2 separate regions of the Danio rerio genome follow, and region 2 is linked to region 1. A link is a contact called in public Hi-C data. All regions are on one chromosome and are shown on one strand. The core of a region is the stretch at or near the end of the contact, and the rest is flanking DNA. Distances in the headings are between cores, read along the strand shown.

The links. A called contact is a pair of places that touch in the nucleus more often than the background predicts.
Region 2: a Hi-C map of an unstated tissue shows a contact between it and region 1, with 2.0 times the contacts expected there. The contact joins the enhancer-like site here to the promoter of stam2 in region 1. A contact is called at or near these places in 2 of 18 Hi-C or Micro-C datasets (caudal fin and an unstated tissue).

Annotation. Positions count from the first base shown.
Region 1 is chr9:39,754,586-39,757,923 of GRCz12tu, reverse strand. It overlaps stam2 (signal transducing adaptor molecule (SH3 domain and ITAM motif) 2), which reads right to left and starts at 1,822. Exons shown (of 14, transcript NM_001007369.2): 1 at 1,658-1,822. The coding sequence starts at 1,697. It overlaps hacd2 (3-hydroxyacyl-CoA dehydratase 2), which reads left to right and starts at 2,241. Exons shown (of 7, transcript NM_199861.2): 1 at 2,241-2,446. The coding sequence starts at 2,322.
Region 2 is chr9:39,922,248-39,925,688 of GRCz12tu, reverse strand. clasp1a (cytoplasmic linker associated protein 1a) reads right to left here. Exons shown (of 40, transcript NM_001115139.1): 6 at 3,305-3,402. Among named protein-coding and RNA genes, the nearest start is that of clasp1a, 43 kb to the right of the region's middle. Within about 2 kb of position 1,403, at least 12 of the 62 cell types and tissues checked have an H3K27ac peak or open chromatin away from gene starts, as enhancers often do.

The sequences.
Region 1 (3,338 bases), core at 573-3,072:
TAAATACCTGAATCTTAAGCTTACTAGAAATTAAAAATAAATATAAATAAATAAAATAAAACATAAAATAAAAACGTTTTTTAATTAAAAATGAACGTTTTGATCTTAAAATCAGCATGAATTATTATTAAAAATACACAATTATGTTTTATTATATTATTTTTAACTAGATTAATTTATTATTTTACACTAAATAATAATAAATAATATTATCGTAAACATCCAGAATAATAAAATCAAAGCATATAAAGAAAGTATTATTACAACTATTATTATTATTAAATTATTAAATATTAATAAATTATTATTATTAAATTATTATTACTTTTTTATATGACTTATTGGAGCATTAAAGAATTTTCATATTTCGTACTGAAGACCCTGCCACAAAAATATATATTTAAAAAATATTTTTGTCAGTAATCAAGCAATAAAATAAATTTAAAAACAATTTCAATATAATTTGAATCAAGGAGACATCCAAAAACAAAAAAACTTATGGTTTTGGTGTAGTTGTTTAAGGTTCCCTGTTTGGGCTTTTACTAACTTTACTTCATTGCCGTAGACTTCTATCAGTATGTTTTCGAATATCTTAATCTATTTGTTTATTACTATTCTTTTAATTATTTACTTTGAGCTGGCCTAATAGTAATAATAATTATAATATAATATATATATATATATATATATATATATATATATATATATATATATATATATATATATATATATATATACGTGTGTGTGTGTGTGTGTGTGTGTGTGTGTGTATTAAAATAAGCTTCTCCTGCTCACTAAGGCTGCCTTTATTTTTTGCCTTTATTACAGGACAAACTGTACAATTGTAAAATGGTATTGCACTATAAAATAACTGTTCAAAAGTACTTTATAATTTAATTTATTCATTAATTCCAGTGATTTTAAAGATGCTTTTTCAGCTTCATTACTTCAGAGTCACATGAGAAATCTCTCTAATATTAATTATTATGATTATTATTTTTTTATAATTAATGAAAAAAGTAATAAAAGCATTAATGAACGGAGTAATAATTTCATTTGAAACTACATACAATATTAACTAAAAAAATGAAGAATTTAATAAAAACTGACCTCAAACACTTGACCGGTACATATATATATGTGTGTGTGTGTGTGTGTATATATTTATAATTATCATTTGTTTTAGTATGTCTTTGTCGTTTATTCTTCAGTTTTTTATTCTTATTGTCACTATTATTGTTGTTGCCCTTATTACAAATATTAATATTATTCAAAAACCTGTATTCCTATATTTTGATTATTAAATGTATTTTCTTATGCACACTGCTATGCTGTCATCTACGTCATGTTTATTGTGTTGACATAATTCAAAATAAAAGAAATTTTGATGGAAAAAAGAATAATTTCAGCATTTAGTGTTCATCTAAAAAGTTCTTGAAATTCAAAACAACATCCCAAAGACACTGTCAGTTATCTATTTTACATTTGACAGCTTTAATAGTTAGATTTTGATAAATAAGTTATGAATGACCGATAAACAAAACAATAACAGAGCTCTTGAGGATCTTGCAGTGAACGGAGCGCTGCTGGATCGGCCCTTAGTTACTGACTTGTCAAGACCACATCACTTCGACAAAAACAACACTGCCAAACTCACCCACATCCTGATCGAACGGGTTTTGACCAAACAACGGCATTTTGTAACCTTTTCCTATGTGTCAAAGAAAAAAACTGAAGCGTATTATCTACGTAGATCGACGATTTATCCTTCTCTCATCCATTAAATTGCGTTCACTTCCACCAGTTGCTCTTCCGTAAACTTAGTAGACGAGCGCAATGCCTGCCAGAAAATACATCCAGGAAACTGTCAACATATTCTACATTTAAAGCAGCATGTTCACAAATTATATTAATACTCAAAATTTAACCAGTAAATTATTATACTTGTGCATATTTAAAAATATATATGTTTATATTTCAGACAGGCGCATAGGTTGAGTCAGAAGTGCGCTCTGACTTCAAGACTCGCACTGCCATCTAGCGGCTAGTTTAGATGTTTCTAGAACATCATAATTCACTTTAAATAATCTCAATATATTCACATACATTACTGTAATCATATTATTTTAGTTGTATTTGATGTAAATGCTTGCGAAAAAGACGACGCTAGTCTGTAACTGAAAAAACAAAGCATTGTTTACACTCTGTCCTCACCAGAGGGCGCTGGATTCATAAGCAGCTTTTTTACATGTCAGCAAGGCCACACGCCTTTATCCACCGGGACCATTGGATGATCCAGTCTTTCTAATGATAGTTCAGTCATGTCGGCACCTGCCATGGGGACCAGCAAAACAGCGCACAGTGAGTCCGGTCACAAGAAGAAAAAGGGCCCCGGAACACTGGCCACAGCATATCTGGTCATTTACAACGTGATTATGACAGCAGGGTATGGTGGAAATCAAATGCGCTTCCGTGCTTCTCTCTTCAAGCGTGTGTGTGTGTGTGTGTGTGTGTGACAGCAGAAATGAATGGTTGGATTTCTTCAGCCTGTATGACAGAATCGCGGTCACCTCCCCCATTGAGTCTATATTGTATTATTTAACACTGTTTAATTTGAAAGCTGAAACATTTCAACAAAGTTATTCTGCACATGTCTGCTGTGCAATCCAAATGCGGTGTAACGTAAAGCCTATTATCGCTTATTTAACTCGCCGTAGGGTTGGTGATGGGTGACAGCGAGCATTGGTTGTTGTTGCATGAATGCATTGTTCTTGTTTTACAGTCGCTGGTTTGTTTGGGCAGCGTTGTAACAGGGCTTGTAGTGAATTTAGTGTCTTTGTTAGTTTGAATGTAGCCTTGTATAGTTTGTAGACATTAGACTAGGCAGTGAATTAAGCGCACCTTAGACCTAGTAACCCAGAAACTGTTGCACAATAATGTCCGTTTCAGGAACTAATCGATTCGATTCGAGACAGCCGATTCGTTTCTAAATCACTCATCGTTGTTTTTTACATGAGCATATGTAATGTAAAGCTTATTTAGCAAATTCATGGCGAATGTGAAGCATTGGATATACTTTGTGACTATACTTTGCCTTAAATAAAAAAAAAAAAATAATGGATTTCTATTAATAAAATTATCCAAATCATTTGTTAAAATCACTTCTTTTAGTTTTTATTTGACCAGATTCTGTTGCATTATAATGATTTTATACAGCCGATTTATTTCTAAATCACTCATGTTTCTTTGACATGAGCATAATGTAAATATTGATAAACCTTACATTTTGAGCACTTTTATTGCGAATGTGAAGCATAAAACCTACTTCCTGAGTATGT
Region 2 (3,441 bases), core at 154-2,653, 170 kb before region 1:
AATAAAGTCAGCTGAAAGGTCAGTTGGAGTCAAAATGACATCTATCAAGGAACTGTATCAACAACATTGTCTGTCTAGGGCAAATAACATTTTAAGGCATGTAACCCACCCTGGCCATAGCCTGCTAACGCTCATGCCGCCAGGCTGGCATTTATGAAGCCTAAGGAGCAAATCAGTGCGGTTTCGTGACTTTTGAGTAATACCGTATCTTAAATACTATGGATAGCTAGTATGTAAAAATAAATCAATAAATAGTTAAACTAGCACAAATTGTTAATATTACAACTACTATAGCAAACTGTGCAATAGTTATTTAAGTATTAATTTATTCCCCTTTGTGATTTTTTTTTTAATTGGGTAATTTTTTGTTTAACTATTTATTATATATTTATAATTTATTAAAGCTTATTTATAATGTTAGCTTTTAATAGTGTTAGATGTTTTTTTATGTTCTTGTTGGGTCTGATGCAAACTAATTTCGTTGTGCATTACAATCTATTGTTTTGAATGACAAAAATGAAGGAAACTGATCTGAACTCAAATTATTAATTAATATCTAGCCAACTGGAAAATATTTAAATTACAGTTGTAAAAGTTGTAAAAACAATGTAAACTTACATAAAGACATGTTTGGACATCTGAATGCATAATTATCCAAAAACCCAAGGAGATATCTGAATGAAAGACTCGTGAATGACAGATTAACCTGCTGCTGCATCTCCGATAAAGTAAGTAATTAAATTTGAAAGATATGTGGATGATGTGTCGAGATGATTGACAGGGGACGTAACTAAGCAACAAAATGACCCATTTATGCGGAAATTGTATGTCCCAAATCTTGCATACCTTATCATTACACACTCAAAAGTTTGTACTTTTTCTTCACAAAAAAGTACGTAGTAGAAGTATGCGAATTGGGACGCTGCATCTGTCATTGTTTTCATCTGTGTAACGCCCACTGTCAGTTAACCCAAATATATTTCAGCACCCCAAGTTGCCTTGACGGAAAACACATTGCATTTCAATTTAGTCAGGAAGGCTGCCTCAAAATATATTCCAGAGAACAGTAGCAGCCTCCAAAATGAGACACATTCAGAGATATAAAATCCACCTGATGTAGTTTTTAAACAGCAAATAATACAAATATTACGAAAATGGACGGTTCATTTCATTGTGGCGACCCCTGATAAGTAAATGGACTTAGCTGAAAAGAAAATGAATGAATTACAAAAATGTAAACATTAGCTGAGTAACTTGCATCATCAGGCACTCTCCTGGTAATGTTTTGAATTTAGACTGCAATACCTAGTTCAACCACTAGGTGTCAATCCTACATACTGTCAGAGCAAACTGTTTTCCCCAGGCATGTTCCAATTGAGCCTGCCCTCAAAGTCTTAAAACTATAACCACTGAGAAGATCAGAGAAACAGATGCCTGCATGCACCCTGGAGACATGCACAGATTTTAAGGGGGAGGGACACCTAACAGATGTTACAACCAAATTCAGACCACAAGCAAATGCCGACGTGCTTTCCTCCTAGCTGTGACCTCAACTTCAATCAGTTTGTGCTAAAATTCACAAAGCAAAACATCTGTGAGTGGCACACAGTTCGGAATGCTATCTGTAAGAAGGTTTAAGCTGAAAGGCAGTGTGCTATGAGCATATAAATGTAGAGGCTAAGAGCAAATTAGTCTCAAGTTAAAAAGCAGATTCAAGGTCCGCAGGGAAATTAAGACCTAATGACCTGTATGAATAGCCACTTTAGCCCCTTAAGTGAAAAGAAGCATTGCAGACTGGTTCATAAATGTTTTCATTCTGTTTTAAAACGCTTACTAATGGTGGGGAACATCTGTCTAGATTTATCAACGCCTGGTAGAAGTAAATGAACAGATAGCAACATATGTTTCTAAAGAAAAAACAGAAGAGCACAGAAGCTTATGAGGTGTCTGTGACTATGTTTAAGTGGACATCAGTGATCAAATTATTTGCCTTAATATAGGCAAGTTTTATATTAACAAAAATGTTGTTTATAAGGTAGTATAAGCAGGGCCACACAGTATCTCAAAAAAAAAAAGTGTAAAAAAAAATCAGCAGATTCATGCGGAATGATTTTAGGAGTATCACAACTAAAAATTTAAAACCGGAGATAAAAAAAACAAACTTATAAACTTTTAGGTTTTAAAATGTAAATCCATTTGAATAAATATATATTAGCACACATTTACATAAGTAAATAACTAGACTCAATGATAAGCTTACAAATCTAAAAAATCAGTTGTGTGTAATGGCAGTTGAGAGTTTCCTTTGCTGTGTTCAGGATCATTGTCTTGTTGAAATGTCCACCCTGGTTTCATCTTCATCATCCGGGTTATGTAGATGTTGGACTGAAGCACCTGACATTTATTTACACTGATGAAGGGCAGGGCCCTTCTGAGAGATTTTAACTAACTTCTAACTACTGAGAGATTTCAGTTGCTGTCTGGGATTTCCATGCCCTTTTTTACATCTCTATTTTTATGTGTTCAATACATACCAGCACACATATTTTATTGTACAATTTAATTTCTAATCTAACTTGATTAGTTTTCTTTGTATTATTGAATAAAACAATAATATGATTAAGGTGTTTACATGAGTTGCTTTTTGGATACTTCGTTCATGATCCAGTTTTACATGTTATAGCACAAAATGTATTTGGTTCATTACGCTATTCACATTTTCCTCCTAAGTTTATGTATTTTCAGGTGTTTCATTTTTAATTAAAAATTTTAATTTCATAACTCCAGTTTGGCACTTTTACTTTCATTCAGGAACACTTCATGCATACCCCCGTGACAAACGAGTTATTGGATGAGAGTATAAACTGCTGGAAGAGTGTTGTTTTAATGGAATTGGATACAGCATGCCGTATGGAGAAAAAAACTCCACATTTCGCAGTGCATGTGTCTGTGGTCCTTCACTGACTGCGTAGGTGCAGAGAATAGTGTCAAACAGCATTGTGTGTATGAAATATCCTGTTGCAAAACGCAGCAAAAAGTCCTACACGATGGAAATAGTTTGATTAAGGCGTTTACATGCCTGTACTGCACTTTAATAATGCAACTAAAGTCAGCAGACTCCACATGTCTTGGCCTGATTTCTGTTTAGTTCGATTATGACCTTAATCAGATTCAATTAATCAAGAACTGCTGTTTACATGTTAGACTCTTAATAAGAGTATTGTCTTAATTATATTAAAATCAGATTATTAGTGTTCATGTAAACGTACTCTCTTATTAGGGATCCAAAAAAAAAAAGATTTACCTTGATTGCGGCAGTCCTTTTTTGCTAAGGTCAATCCGAACTTTTTCTCCAACATGTCTGTATATTTCCACAAGGCAGTTCATGGCCGCATCTCGAACCTGGGCAGATTAAATGGACAACAATTGAACTTGTCTTGA